2 separate regions of the Mus musculus genome follow, and region 2 is linked to region 1. The links are chromatin contacts, called in public Hi-C maps. All regions are on one chromosome and are shown on one strand. Each heading gives the region's core, a stretch centred on a gene start, on an enhancer-like site or on the middle of the called end of the contact. The rest is flanking DNA. Distances are from core to core; before and after follow the strand shown.

The links. Hi-C and Micro-C count contacts between places; a contact is called where the count stands out from the background.
Region 2: a contact with region 1 is called in a Hi-C map of liver, with 2.4 times the contacts expected there. The contact joins the promoter of Tmprss6 here to the enhancer-like site in region 1. A contact is called at or near these places in 5 of 39 promoter capture datasets (the HPC-7 cell line, the SN4741 cell line, embryonic stem cells and 2 more), 1 of 484 Hi-C or Micro-C datasets (liver) and 1 of 9 other capture datasets (liver).

The regions. Positions count from the first base shown.
Region 1 is chr15:78,335,528-78,343,291 of GRCm38.p6, reverse strand. Csf2rb (colony stimulating factor 2 receptor, beta, low-affinity (granulocyte-macrophage)) reads right to left here. Exons shown (of 14, transcript NM_007780.4): 3 at 6,821-6,944; 4 at 4,303-4,490; 5 at 2,691-2,848; 6 at 2,444-2,612; 7 at 1,819-1,954; 8 at 1,538-1,698. Among named protein-coding and RNA genes, the nearest start is that of Mir7676-2, 9.2 kb to the left of the region's middle. Within about 2 kb of position 3,066, at least 29 of the 459 cell types and tissues checked have an H3K27ac peak or open chromatin away from gene starts, as enhancers often do. A contact at or near this core is called in liver, where this site is marked.
Region 2 is chr15:78,463,708-78,471,471 of GRCm38.p6, reverse strand. It overlaps Tmprss6 (transmembrane serine protease 6), which reads left to right and starts at 2,838. Exons shown (of 18, transcript NM_027902.2): 1 at 2,838-3,046; 2 at 6,129-6,363. The coding sequence starts at 6,129.

The sequences.
Region 1 (7,764 bases), core at 1,817-4,316:
GAGTAGACAACAAAATGAGACTTGGGCACAAATTCAGGCTTCCTCATGTCGCCTTATTGTGCCTTCTCAGAGAGGTGGGCACTTTAAAGTAAGGCACTCAATCACCTTCTATCTCTCCATCAAAACAAAAGAGTCAAATGAAATAAATATCTAATAAAAAAAAAACAAAATAAAAAAAACAAAACAAAACAAAAAACCCAAAAGAGTCATAGCTTGTGACATTAGAGGGCTTTCACAAAAATAATTCAGATGGCTCTAAAACATGGAGGAGTCCCTTGAATCAGAGGACCTCCTTTTCCTGGAGCAAGGCTCCCAGGAAGAAAATGCTGGATATGAATTCAGGTGACAAAAAGATTGGCTACCAAAGAGGACAAACATTACTGGTTGGCTGGAAAGTCTCCCTTGTGTCAGAGTCCTTGCCCTGTGACAGGAAGGTGGGACATAGGTCTGTAAGGACGACATCTGTGGGCATCTACTCCTTCCAGGCAGGAAAGTAAAACAGAGAGCCAAATGGGAGAAATGTGAACATTAGCTGGAGGAGGAGCCGGAAATCTCAGAGGCAAAAGACAGGTATAGAAGGACAGTGGTCCAGGGAAGGGGCAGGCATGAACCTGGGTGGAAGCAGAGGGGAAGGAGAGCAGGTCCCAGGTGAGACTCTTGAGGGCAGACAGTATAGTCTGCAGGAGGGCTTGCCTGTAGCTTCCCTGTCCTTGAAGACAGTAGAAACATATTAGAATAAACTTTCTTTCAATGTCTCTTTCCATCTCTCTGTCTCTATCTCTCACTCTGTTGCATATGCCTCCATGGGGGTATGGGAGACTGTGATGGTTTGTATATGCTTGCACTAGGGAGAAGCACTATTAGGTGTGGCCTTGCTGGGGTAGGTGTGTCACTCTAGGTGTGGGCTTTAAGAACCTCATCCTAGCCGCCTGGAACTCAGTGTTCTGCTAGCAGCCTTTAGATGAATCTGTGGAACTCTAGGTTTTGCCTGAACCATGCCAGCCTGGATGCTGCCATGCTCCCACCTTGATGATAATGGACTGAAGCTCTGAATCTATAAGCCATCCCCAATTAAATGTTGTTTTTATAAGATTTGCCTTGGTCATGATGTCTGTTCACAGCAGTAAAACCCTAAGACAGGGTCTAAACACAGGCATGCAGAAGCCAGAGAAGGATGGCTTTTGTCTTCTTTCTGTGTTCTTAAGACAGGATCTTGCACTGAACCCAGATCTGGTGAGTATCGAGAAAGCCCCAACTATCCCCCTGTCTCTTGACAGTTGGATATGATCACGCTCAATTTTTTTTTATGTGGGTGCTGGAATTTGAACTCACGTCCTCAAGCCAGTTCATCAATGGCTTTCACCCATTGGGACATACACCTAATCCAAAAATAGTTATTTTTATCACTTTGAGTGAAAAATCTGCAATTCTTTGAAAGTGGCAAAAGCAAAGATGCCTAAGAGGCTCTTGTATTTATTGGCATAACTCAATGGACCCCTATAGTACTGGGAACTCAGACAGAGGCAGGCACACTCACTGTGGTTATAGCTCATGATGAACTTCCCTTGTTCCAGGTGCTTAACAGAGACTGTGTACTGGCTGTGTGCACTGGGCTCAGGCACAGGTAGACTGCAATGGTAGCGGGTGTAGACACTGGCCCCCGGCGGCTCCTTCACCACCGGAGAGCATTTCTCCTCCCTAGGGAAATAAGTTGAGCTGAGAGCAGGGTTGGGGGAATGTCAGATCCATCTAAGACCTCAAAGAGGTATGGTCCTGGGGATAAGAAGAAACAAGGCAAGATGGACAGGGGACACTCACGGAGCTACAGGGCTGGGGCGATAGAAGAGCCCAAAGGAAACAGAGCCAGTCGTCTGGGTCCACACCTCCCAGGAGCAGTGGAGGGACTGGATCCCATCAAAGAAGCATTGAAGGTTCTGTGGCTGGGCCTTGTCCCCTGTGGCAACATACCCTCATTCAGTCAGTCCACCCTCCCTCAATGGTTGGGGCACGAGGTTAATCACACAGAGGAGATCCTTGAGGGCAGCAGACCTGGCTGTGACCATCAGCCCACTGTGCTCTGAGCCTGCCTGCTGTGTGTCCCCAGCTAGGGAAGAATCCAGTACGTCTGCGCCATCGTGAGGGAGGAGCCAGCTCTAAATATTGAGTGTTTGAATGAACTCAGGGACTCAGGTGACCCTACACACAGCCCAGCGCTTGTAAACACATGGGCCTCTGCTGCTGCTATTGAGGTCATTAACAGAACATGTTTGCTGCCAGAGAGCCAAGAGTGTGTGACACAGAGTGGCCCAGAGAGACTACGGGGGACACAGGGCTGGTGGGAGGCTCCAATGTCGAGGTAGGGCAGATCCTGGAGCCTTACTCGGACCTAGACTGTCCCCACTTCTAGTCTCCTAAAAGGGGCATGTCCTCCCAGCTCCATTACCTGGCTGGGAGTCCCAGTGAACCTCTGGGCTCCATCTGCTGGGTCTCCCAGACAAGCTTGAACCCGGGGACAGCCGAGTGCGCACACGGGCAGCATAGATGCTGTTGGGTAGGAATAGCTTTGGCTCGAAATTCACCTGAAATTTGCTAGTGTGGAGACTGTAGGCATCCTGTGGAGATATGGGAGCTGAAGGAGGAACCTGACATGCCATCACCCAAGGGTGGACACAGACGGCTCAGGGTCCTACCTCCCAGGAGTCCTGAAGCCGCTTATAAGCCACCTCAAACTCTATGTCCTTTGATGAAAGCCAGGAGACCTGGGCATCCCCAAGGGACACACTCCACTCCAGCAGGAAACGATCCTCAGAGGAGCTGATGCTGACGTTCTTGGGAAGTGGTGGCTGCACTATAGAGAGGGAAGCAGAGGGTTAATCGGGTTGCACACCGAGGGAGCTGCGGGTGGCCTGGTGATCTGGGTGCCACTTTGGCTCACACCATTCAGCTTCAGGCCTGAAACCTGCAAACTGCAGATTTGACAGTAATTCTGCCCTACATTCTCCTCAGTGGGGCCTCCTCCTGCCCTGCTGTGCACTGATGCTTTCTGACCAGCAGACGGTGCTGTGAGCCAGGGAGCCTCTTCTCCTGCCACACAGCCTCCTCACAGTTCAAGTGCCTATCACTGACTGTCCTTGCCCTGCATAAGTGTAGGACCGCCCTGATGACTTTCTTGGACTCCAGTTCCCAGACAGAAGCCTTTATCCTTCTTCTTGTCCCACTGCAGCTCATTGTAACCCCATGTCTGTCTTGTCACATCAGGCTAAGGGTTTCTTTTCCCTGTCCCCCCTTCCCTAGTTCAAGGCTAGAGATGCAGCTGTCTGTATCCCATGATTTCCCTGCCATTGTCTAGCCTTTGGAACTCGATGCTTCCTGGAACACAGTGCACATGCCTGGTGTACCCAGCATGCCCCACTCCCTCAGATCTCCCCCTGCAAGCCCCCTTTGCACACGTGGTTTCCTGGCTAAGAATTGCTTCTGGCTCTGTGATCCTCCCAGAGCAAGGACTTGGCTGCAGAGCTCCTTCCTTCCTTCTGGGAAGCCCTTCCTGATTGCCAGAGCCCTTTGCTTTCCATCCCTGGATGTGGCAGCTGATGCCTAACCCTTCAGTCTGCACCTCTGAGCCCCAGGGGCAGGGACTCTTTCAGACACCAGCAGCAATGATGTGATGAGAGCATTCAATCTAACATTGTTGGCGGGCAAAGAGGACTCACAGTGTTCCCCTGAGAGTCTGACATCTAAGCTGGGGCTTAGAAGAACAATACAAGCCATGGTTTTCCCATTATTCTGCAGTGTGGGTGACATGTCGGCTACAGTCCCCAAGAGAACCACACAGATGATTTTTGGCCCCACTTAAGGTCATGCTGTGACAATGGGCCTTGTGGGCCTGCTGCCTGCACACTCGGTGGTCCAGAGAGGGTGGCGCAGACCCTGGCTCTGGGTCAGAAGCATGGAAAGAGCCTGACAATGTGACCTATTGTGGTCATCTCTGCTCCACAAAAATCAGAGGACCTCTGCAATAGGGCAAGGTGTTGCAGCCATGGGCGAAAGCAAGAGAGAGCAGAGTTCTGTCACCTGGAAAGTCCTATAGGAGGCACAGGCACAGCTCTTCCTGTGGAGGAAGCTTTGTGGCTTGATAGGTGGCAGAAGCAGCTGGAACAGGATCATCCTTGGGCAGAGTCCCCACATCACATCTCTTCCAACCCCAAGACATGGTCCCTAATTCTGGGAGAACCTCACTCTAGCCCATCCCAGTATCCTGCCCACTCTTGCACCCACTGCCTAGGCAGGACCTCCGCTCCTCACCATTCTGGGCAAGTGGCACCATGAGCTGGATGCCCAGATCACTATCTGGCCGGAAGGAGTAGTAGTCTTCGTTTGTGATGGAAAATCGTGTATAGGGGATGACACATCTTCTGGGCACACAGCGGTGGGATGACGGGCACTCTGACCACATGAGTTCCTCACTGAGCTCACAGGACACTGGCTGTTTTCTGTTAGGGAGCATTCATTAGTTTCTACTATGTCCCTGCTTTTATCCAAGGGCAGTGTCTGGCAATGAGCAACACACACACACACACAAACACTCATGCATATACATACAAAGAAACATGCAGAAATACAGAGACTGAGACTCACATGAGCACAGAGACACACACAGCATATATACAAGCACACAGAGAGTCACAGAAACAGACACACACACATGCACACAGACATACACACACACATATATAAAGAGATATACACATGTATAGACAGAGACACTCACCTATACACACATATACAAACACATATACATATAAAAAAGATATACACTTATACACACAACACAGACACACACACACACACACACACACACACACACACACACATGCAGTGAGCATCCTGATGGAAGGAACAGGCACACACTGGATCACAAAGTAGTATGTTGTCATTGGAAATTGTTGAATACAACAGACAAGGCTGAGGAATCTGGAAGGGTCTGTGGGGAGTACGGATAGACTCACTGCATGCACAGTTTGACCAGAATCTCCGAGGACTTGCAGGGAAAGCAGGCAATTTCTGCAGCAGGCTGACTGCAGCAAGTACAAAGTCCCTGAAGCTGCCACCAGGCCTGTAACTGGAAGCATAGACTGGCGCATGTACAGTCTAGCACCTATCTAGTTAAAGAGCTTGCTTACAGCACATCACAAGAAATCTGACTGCATCCAGGTGGAGCCTAAGACGTCCTTAGCTTCAGAGACTTCTAGTTGACTTTAAACATCACTAATTTTGGCAGCCATGCTGTTGAGCAGTGTGTTATTCTTGGTCTTCTGGGTGAGCTTTCATGTGCACACCACCTCTGATCAAGGTCAGATAACCAGGTCAAGGTCATTCTCTAGGGGAAGTTTGTCTGCTCTCCTCCCCTCTTCTGTATCTTCGCCTGTATCAAGGTTACTATTCCTTAGAAAAGAAACTGAAGAGACAAGCTCACAAAGCTTGCAGACTAGTAATTTCTCTGTAGATGTCCAGCACCTAGGACAGCCAGTGACCTTCATATAACCGTAGCACTGTGTCCCAGATCACTCTGAACCTTAGGATCACTTGGTAACTGCCTCAAAGCCCTGAGACCAAAAGGACCCTCTCTCCAAGTCCCCACTGAATTCCTACACTTGTGACGTCAGTGCAGGGTGCTCTTGGGCAACTCCCTCGCTGGCATCTTCTTTAGTTTGTATGCTTGTCAGTCTGTCCTATCCGTGGCCCTAATGACTTGTCCCTCAGTACTGGCTTTCCTGCTGTAAGCAAAACAGTCATGGGTCTGCTGGCAAGGAAAGTAGGTTTCATGTGTTTGTTAGTAGCAAGCAGGCAGGGATTGAGGGTAATAAAGTGAGGGGCGTGTTTTGGTGCAGGGATTGATTGGTTAGGATGATGAACTAGCAAGATAGTTCCATCCTGGTCATACTAAGTAGATTGGATGCTGGTGGTGGTTTCCAAGTTGGTCAGACGTGTATTTCATTGGGGGATAAACTTAGTAGTGTTAAATAAGGAGAAGAAAAGGAGGTAGGAGACTTTTAAAACCAGCCTCCACAGTCATTTAGTCAAGCTGTCATCTCTTCCCAGCTAATAAAGTGAGATGTGGAGACAGCAGAAGCAGGACAATCCCTGGAGCAAGAGTGGAAACCAGTTTGTGGCATTTGGAGTCAGAGAAATGGATTACTCAAATAAAAGCATAGAGAGATGCTTGTGTGCTAGGCAGGGATGTCTGTGCTAAAGTTGGCCATTCTCCCCAGAGAGTCTCTGCCCATGAGCCCCCCCCCCCAAATGACTGCATGTAGATAGGAAGCCAGGGCTTCATTTACAGATCTCACACTCTACAGTAGACAGGAGAGAAAAGGGAAGCAAATAGAGCAGAAAGAGGTGTCAGAGACATCAGGGGACCATGACAGTAGTAAAGGTAAGCTACAGGAGGTCATCTTGGGTGGGTTGGGAGAACATGGTTTGGCCCTGGCCATTTGGCTATGGGTATTTCTCAGTGGCAGGGGCAGTTTGGTTTCCTTGGAGATAGTCAAATCCTGGGGGAGTGTGTTCAGGCCAGGAATACAGGAGAGACAGGGGGACTATGAGATCAGCAGCTCCTCGGGCCAGGTTGATGAGGAGTGGAGGAGAGAGACAGGATGCTCAGGGCTGGACAGGTCTAGAGCTGCAGAAGCTGCAGGTGTTGGGATGGCCGGGTAGCCCACAGGTCAGGTGACCGGGGATGATGGCCACAATCACTGACAACACAGTGGTGGGGAGAGAGGTGGTGGTGGCTAGCAATACCAATGGGCTCAGTGGCACTCACTTCTCTAGCTGGTGATAGAGGGTCATGTTGATTAGCCCCTGGGCATCCTCTGTGTCCGCCCAGCTGCAGATGATGTGGTTGGTGTAGTCATTGTAGCACTGCAGAGTCTTCAGAGGGACCGTTTCTGGCAAGGAGAAGCAGAGGATCAGGAGAGCCAGCCTCTCCCCTCCAGGTGTCCAGGTGTCCCCATCCCCCTCACTCCTGTCCCACAGGAGTGTTTTTTTCATTTGTTTGTTTTGAGACAGGGTCTTTCTATGTAACCCAGGCTGTCTGAAACTTCCTTTGAAAACCATATAGCGACAAACTCACAGAGATCCTCCTGCCTCTGTTTCCTGAGGGCTCCCATTAAAGACATGCACACAAAGCCCTGGTCTCTGGCTTCCTGCTCAGGCCCAGGTGACCAGGTAGAGGGCCTGAGCCTGGTGTGGCTGTGTGGTGGATCCTGTTGAGGACGTTCCTTTTCTGTCAGGAACATGAGATCCCAGTGGATTCTCAGCCATGATATATGTTCTGTGCTGCACCTGCCCTCATGTAGGGCATTGCTCAGGCCTGACCCTGTTCTCTGAGGTGTCACTTGGCCATTACGGACACAGCAGTGCCTGAGAAGTAGCTAGTATATCCCTTTCTAGGGTCCTGATCTGCTAAGCCTTTGCATCTCTCTAAAGCTGGGATTCGAAAGAGAAAGTGGCTCCTACCTTGTCATGGAGGAAATCCATGGGGCACTGGGAACAGGGCATCCCATAGGGCCTCTGGATAGAGGAGAAGGCTAGAGATATTTTGGGGACAGGTCTTTAGGCTGAAGCTCCCAAGACCAAGAATTAGGCGTCCTGGCAGTCCTTAAAGGAATGGGGGTGTGGGGGAGAGGCAGAGAAGATGCTGGCTCATTGGAGGTTGAGGTTTTAGGGGATGCATTGAGTAATATGGCTGGAGAGGGACACCATTGA
Region 2 (7,764 bases), core at 1,589-4,088, 130 kb before region 1:
TCGCTGCCTCCTGGAGCTGGAGGAGAATCTATTCTAGGCATCACCCTGGAATCCAGTGGTTGCTAACCTGTGTGCTGTCCTTGCCTTTACAGATAGCTAATCTTGTCTCTGCCTTCACTTGCATTTTGTTTGTTTGTGAGTGTGTGTGTGTGTGTGTGTGTGTGTGTGTGGTATGTGCTTGTTTGTGTGGTGTGTGTGTGTCTGCCTGCCTGCCTGCCTGTCTGTCTCCAAGTCCCTCTTTTTATAAGGACTCCAGTCATATATCATTATTGTCCATCTTACGACTTTCTGCCCTCAACAACTCAACTCTGTCAAGCCTGAGATGGCAGTCTGGGGTTGTGACACATCTTGGCAGCAGGCAGGAAGACTTGGATTTTAACCAGCCTGACTCTCCAACCTCTGGATTGACTTTTGTCACCTGATTAAGTTGAGTGCCAGGGCCTGTATCTGCCATTCTTTGTGCCCGCCCCTACCTATAGCAGCCAGGCCTGTGAGTCTAGGGGCCCAGGAGCCTGACAACTAGTAGCACTGTACCATACAGAGTCCCAGGAGCACTGAGACCCTTGTGGCATCTATGTGGAAGTATGCCCCTATTGTCTCTGCTGTGGGGACAAGCAAAGAGAAGCAGAGGACGAGGGAGGGCCAGACACCCCAGCCATGGCTCCAGCCTCTGAGATCTTGGGGATCTTATATCCTTGCCGTCCTGGGGTCAGCCCCTCCCCCAGGCTGAGTGGATCAATGGCTGTGGTCACCAGGTGCAGAGGCCACCAATTGTGCAAGATCTTTCTGAGATTTTTCAGCTATCATCCTGCCTGGGCCAGGGGCCAGGCCACTTGGTAGTTCAGAGGACAGGACAGGGCACAGAAGAGGGGCTCAGGGTGCCTGTGTCCCAGTGGTATATGGACTTCATTCCCATCCTGAGCTCCTGTTCCTAGTTTGCAGTGTGGAAGCTGGAGATTGGGAGAGAGTGAGGAGAAGGTACTGGGCTGGGAATTCGTGTTGAGGGAAGAATGGACCCTCACAGGTCAAGGGTCAGGCCCACATGTTCAGACAAGGACCCAGACAGGGCTGTCAGGGGACAGTAAGGAGAGCCACCTTCACGCTGAGTCATACCCAGCTACAAGACCTTTCCATTCCCACCATGCTAGGCTTTCACGAACCGTTTTCTTGTTGGCCCAGACAGGGCTAATGGCGCCAATGAAACATCCAGGGATCATGACTTGGGGCCAGGGATCCACCCTGCTTCCTCTAGCCCAGAATGGCCTATGTCCACTGACCATGCTGCCGGCATCTCAGAGCAGGCATTTCTTCACACTCTCTCCACACTCAGTTCACCCTCCATAGCTTCCCATACTGCCCCTCACGCCCCGTGCACATCTCTTGCTCCATCTGTGCCTCACAACCCATGTCCGTCTCACTCTGTGGACAGGCACATACCCACTTACGCTCACACGCAGATCCCCACGCTCCACGGCCTACACAGACCCACTCCACCCTACAGGCATGGCTATCATCCATTTGATTTTTACACGCCCCAGATATACATTCTTAACATACATCATCTGTCCACACATATACTCTACACTGTACACATATTTCCTACATGCCTGGTGTGCACGCACCAACACACACACACACACACACGCACACACATGGGGAAACACATGTTCACAGCACACTGAGCCTCAAATTCACACACAGTTCTCTACAGGAACCCCTGGCTCACACCATGTGACCTGGCCGGTAGCTCTCCTTACCATCATGCCCTGACAGCTCTTGCTTGGGCCCTTGCCCAAACTTGTAGGTCTGACCCTTGACCCTGTGAGGGTCCATCCTTTCCTTCCCAGCTTGCACACTCTCTTTCCTCGCTCCCCAGTCTCCAGCTGCTACATGGTGATCACGTGTCTGGGTGAGACTCAGTCCCTCTGCAGCAGCACTGTCCCATCTAATTCTAACATGAGCCTCGCTTGTCGCCTCAGTTTTCTAGATCCCATCAAAACACAGAAAAGTAGGTGGGACTCATCTTTGCACAGCTCCTCTAGCCCAAGAGAGCAGCCAAGCTAACATTTCAATCTGCAATCAGTACCCAAATGAGCAATGCAACGACTGACTTTTTTTTTATTTATTTATTTTTCTTGGGTATTTATTTCATTTACATTTCCAATGCTATCCCAAAAGTCCCCAACACACTCCCCCACCCACTCCCCCACCCACCCACTCTCACTTCTTGGCCCTGTCGTTCTCCTGGAATGAGGCATATAAAGTTTGCACGACTAATGGGCCTCTCTTTCCACTGATGGCCAACTAGGCCATTTTCTGATTCATATGCAGCTAGAGACATGAGCTCCAGGGGGTTACTGGTTAGTTCATAATGTTGTTTTTCTTGCTCATGATCTGGAACGTGTCTTACCTAAGAGCCCATCTCTGCTCATTCTGGCTCTATTTCATGTCCAAGGGACATGTGTGGCCAGTGGACAGCAGGGTTTTGTAGAATACCAGTAATTCCTAGATTCATGGAAGAGAGTGTCAAGTGCACCTCTCCCCCGGCCCACTTCTCTCCTATCCCCAGAAGTCACGGGCCCAGGACTTTCTGGCCAGTGTCAGCTGTGTGAGCCCCTGTTCTCACCTGAATCTGCCTCTGCAGTTTCCCATTCACCCTGTTAGGGGACCAGGGGCTGTAACCAGGCAGGAATATCACCAAGCAACAGGCCCCGGGGGAGAGCTCAGGTCTCCTGCTCCTGCAGGTCCAGCCCCCTGGGCACCCATGGGGCAGGGCGGGGTTAGAGAGGCGGGCACTAACTACTTGCCTCCTGCCTCCTGCCTGTTTACCTGTGTTCAGTTTCATTGTCGCCCTGGACCTGACAGGAGAGGCCCATGGAACTTGGGGCCACAGGCCACAAGGGACAAGGGCCAGACACCCCAGCCATGGCTCCAGGCCATTGATCCAACCTAAGCTGGCCAGTTGGGGGTGGAAAGACCTTGGCCTGGATAAACAGAGGCCTCCAGGCCTGTGTGCAGGCCCGGCACCTACCTTCCACTCTTGAAGGTAAGCAGGGGCCTCTGGGACAGAGAACCAGGATCTCTGGTCAATAGCCTGGTGACTAGGCCTTTGAACGGCTTGCAGGGGCTCCTCGGCCAGAGTGACCTGGCATAGAGGCCACAGGGTGCACCAAGCTGCTGTTGGGGAAGGTTAGGTGGAGCGAACCTAGCGCAGCTGAGGGTGCAGGGTACCAGAGGGCTTCCAGGGACCCGGTGGCCTGCGATTCGGGTGTGCAGAGAAAGGGGAGGCCCAGTGTATGGACCTGGTTGCCTAATTTCTCATTTCATATACAACTTCACATCCCAGGCTTTCTGGAGAGCAAGAGAGAGCCCAAGCCCTAATCTGTATCCATGTGGGATCTACACACAGGACTCTTGGCTTGTAGCCTGGAGCTGGTGTGTGTGTGTGTGTGTGTGTGTGTGTGTGCATGTGTGTGTGCAGGTATGTGTACGTGTATTCATGTGTTCGTGCCTGTATGTGCGTGCGCGCATGCATGCATCTCCATCTCTACACATCTGGAGGTGGGTGCACATGGGTCATGTGTGTGGCCAGAGCTCCTAACCATCCCTTCCCCATGGCTCACACTCAGGCCCCTAGCTTCAGTGGTTCACAGCAGGGCTTCCGCTAAGTGCCAAGATGTACTTCCCATGTCCTTGGGTCAGAGTCCCGACTTGGGCCTTCTGCCAGTCTTAGGGAATTCATCTCCCAGGACTTTTGATTCACCAACCACTAAAAGGAGGAGACATTGAAGCAAACAGCCAAGGTTGCTGGAGGTGAAATGGGCTTGTGTGTTGCCGTGCAGTCCATGACTGGAGTGGAACTCTCACACTGTGGTCAAATCCAGATCTCCACTGTGCTACCTGTGAGCTCAGCCCGCAGAGGGTGGACAAGGCTCTCCACTGTCAAGAGGGTGGAAGAGGGTGCAGAGCTGTTGCCCAGTCTACCAGGGGAGAAGATTGTGTCCTTCAAGGGTCTCCACATTATGCATGGGTCAGAGAGCACACCCACCTGGTCAGTTGCACTGATGGGGGGGTGGGGAGCGACTTTTGAGTCCAAGGCTGGTCTGGGCTGCACAGGAAGGCTGTGGGTTCTCAGTGCGGTACCTTCTCAGGAAGGTACCATTTTTATGATGGACTGGGCTTCGGGAAAATTCAAGCCATTGTCTAATAGCAAAAGCTGTGGTGTGGTCATCCTCGTGGGTACAGAAGATGGAGGTGGGAGCTCTGTATTCACTGTGACCCCCACCCCCATATCCAGCGTATCTCTATGAGAGCTCTAATAAAATGGGGTGACATCCAGTCACAGAGGTGAGGGGTTAGAGGCAGACTCAGCATCCTTTCTGGATCTAAGCCACGGAGCCCTACTTCCCACAGGCAATGAGATGAGGAAGAGGCTCAGTGCCTGGATACATGGTCGCCCCATTGCTCCACCCAGCGGCCACTTCATTTGAGGGAAACACCCTGAGCTGGGCTCCCAGAGATGCCTGCCTCAGAGGTGCAGGAGAACAAAGACTGCCCCGTTTTGCTTGCTTACTGGCCGACTTGTTTGAGACAAGCCAGTCTGGAGTGGCCTGGAAAGGGGGATCCTCCTGCCTCAGACTCAGACTCCTGGAGCCTAGGATCATAGATGTGCTCTGCCAAGCAAGCCTCCTGGCTCTGGGTTTGGACATACATGTGACAGCTAAAGGAAAGGGCGCCACCTCCTACCTCGTTTGAGACAGGATCTTGCCTGTGTTATCTGGCTCCCGAGCTTCTGAGGTTTCTTCTGTCTCCGTGTCCCATCTTGCTGTAGGAGCACTGCGATTACAGATGCCCGGTAGTACATCCAGTTTTTATGTGAGGACTTTCTGGGGATCTGAACCCAGGTCCTCATATTCGTCCAGCAAGATATTTGACTTTGCAAGCCATCTCCCCAGCACCAAGTCTTCTTTTGAAAAAGGGAGGTTGAGAGAAACAAGGCCCCAAGCCAGTGTTGATTTTAACCAAGGGTGGCCCAGGTTTAAGGAGACAAGTGGCTTAAGTAACCAAGGACCCTGGACCCTGAACCCATTGCCAGACAGTGCATAGGAAAGGCTCCCACATGCTACCCAGCCTCAGTGTGGTGGCACTAGGCTAAGGTCTCACAGGCTTCAATAAAGGCTGTTGTGTGTGACAAGAGACGGTAAGCAGGCTTGGGCGTCATGGTGTGGTTGTTGGGAGCCATGGAAGGATTCAGACCCAGTGGATGAGGGCAGGAGTCAGGAGATCTTTGGGGTGACAATGTGGAGGATGGGATAGAGGAGGGGACAGGAGGCAGAAAGCCCATCTAGGAGGCTAGGTGAATTCTCTCACAAATACATTTTCTATGCGTATGCTTTGGAGTCACAGTGACATCTATAAGTGTCAGAAAGAGAGAGAAAGAGAGAGAGAGACAGACAGACAGACAGACAGAGAGAGAGAGAGAGAGAGAGAGAGAGAGAGAACAATGTTCCAGGGAAGTGAAATCCTTGCTATGGTGTGTGTGTGTGGGGGGGGGGGGTGTGACCTTCTTTGTCCAAAGTTTGCTTGGGAATATCTAAGGTAAAGTGGCAGAAGGAATAAGAAGAGGTGACATTCCATTGTCATTTGGCCATGACTAGTTAATTCTAGGAGATAGCCAGAGTAGAGGAAAACTCAAAGAGACACTCAGCTACAGCTGTGTGATCTTAACTAGGGCGGGGGGGGGGTTAGCCTCTGTGGGCCACATTTTTTTTTCATCTGTGTAAATGGCATTCAAATACCAGAATAATGAGGCAAATCCTGGCCTGGGCGGTTCCCAGGACACTCTGGGCTTTACCTGCTTCATCTGTCTAATGGGTGCAAAGTCTTGAGAGGCTTGCATGAAGCACCCACGCAGAAAGGGTTCCCACCTGTTTGTGGGCACTACCTAAGGACCCACCAAGAGCCAAACCATCCAGCCCTGCTGCCTGCCTTCTGGGATGTCCTCCTGAGGCCACTTTTATGCCCTATGAGCTGCCTAGCAGCTACCCTCAGTCACCACTTTCCGGGTCTCTGCCCTTCCATGCAAAGGTGTTGAGCGCCACTGGGTCTCAGCAAAAGCTCCCTTGCAGATGCCGAGATGTTTCCAGCTCCCCTGTTCTACCAGGATGCCCACCACCGAGGTCCCCCAAGCGGCTGATGGTCAGGGCGATGCGGGTGATGGAGAGGAAGCTGCTGAGCCAGAGGGGAAGTTCAAGCCCCCAAAAAACACCAAGAGAAAAAACCGGGACTACGTCCGCTTCACGCCACTGTTGCTGGTCTTGGCTGCGCTGGTCTCAGCAGGGGTCATGCTTTGGTATTTCCTAGGTAATGGAAAATGAGAATCCACTTGAGGAGACCCCCTGGGAGGGTTCAGGGTGGATATAAGGAAGATTGTCTTGGCTGTGAGGGACACATGGGGGTGAACCAGGATTCCTTGTTCTGAGGTGGTTTTCCACTCCTTGTAGTCTACCTGGGTAAACATCCCCATATCCCTTAAGGTGGGCATACTGCTGGACCTCTGTTGAATCCCATAGCTTAGTGTGCTCCCTGCTTCCTTCAGCCAGGGATGTACCCAATTCTTGGGTCTGAGCCATCCAGGGTATGTGAGCACGCCATTCCTTGCTGAGAGCCCTCCTGGTCTCTCCCTTGGGCTCTGCTGCAGGAGGCCCATAGGTACCGATGGGACCTGGTACCAATTAGTGCCTCTGCTCATTTGAGCCCCAAGTGTTCCTCTGGAGAGAGAACCATAGCTCTGTCACCTCTGAATCTCCAGGGTTCAGTGCAGAGAGTCAAGAGGACCACTAGAGAGCACCCAGGCTTGTGAACCTCTTCCTCATATCTGACTTGGGCCCTTTGGCTCTGAAATCAGGTCCCTCAAGCAGTCCCATGGCACCTCAGGAGCAGTTGGTCCTGTTCTGGACCCAGAGACACCCTTCCACTCACACATTCAAAGCTTGATGGTCCCAAGTGCTAGATGGGGATAGCTCACCTCCAACCCTGCGTCATGGAGGAAAGTGGATCAACAAGATTAGTCTGTGACTGTGAAAATGTTCCCTGTAAGGAATAGAAGGTTTATTTATCTGTCTGTTCATCCATCCAAATATCATCCACCCATTCATCCATCTATCCATCCAGCATCTACCATCCACCCACCTATCTAACATCGTTCATCCATTTATCCCTCTGCCAACCATTTCATCATTATCACATAGCCATCTATCCATTGACCATCTACCTATCCATCATCCATCTATTTATCCATCCATTACTTACCCATTGTCCATCACAATCCACCTATCTATCTGCCATCTATTCATCAACCATCCATCTATCCACTTTTTCATTTATCTATCTATCCATCACCTATGAATTCATCTATCCATCAACTCAACCATTCAACTATTCACGTTACTCATCTGTCAATCATTCATCCATAGATCCACTTATCCATAATAGTCCAATAATCTACACATCCATCCATATACCCATCCATCCATCTGTCCATCCATCCATCCATCCATCCATCCATCCATCCATCCATCCGTCCATCTGTCCATCTGCCCAGTGCCAGGCACAGGGATTTGTGCTAGACTCTGGTGATGGCTTCTGTCCTCCTTCATGATTCCACTGTGGTGTCAAATACAAATATAACATGCCTGTCGTGACAGAGGAGGCTAAGGGGGTTTGGAAACCCCAGAAGGGAGATCTCAGCTCACATACATGATA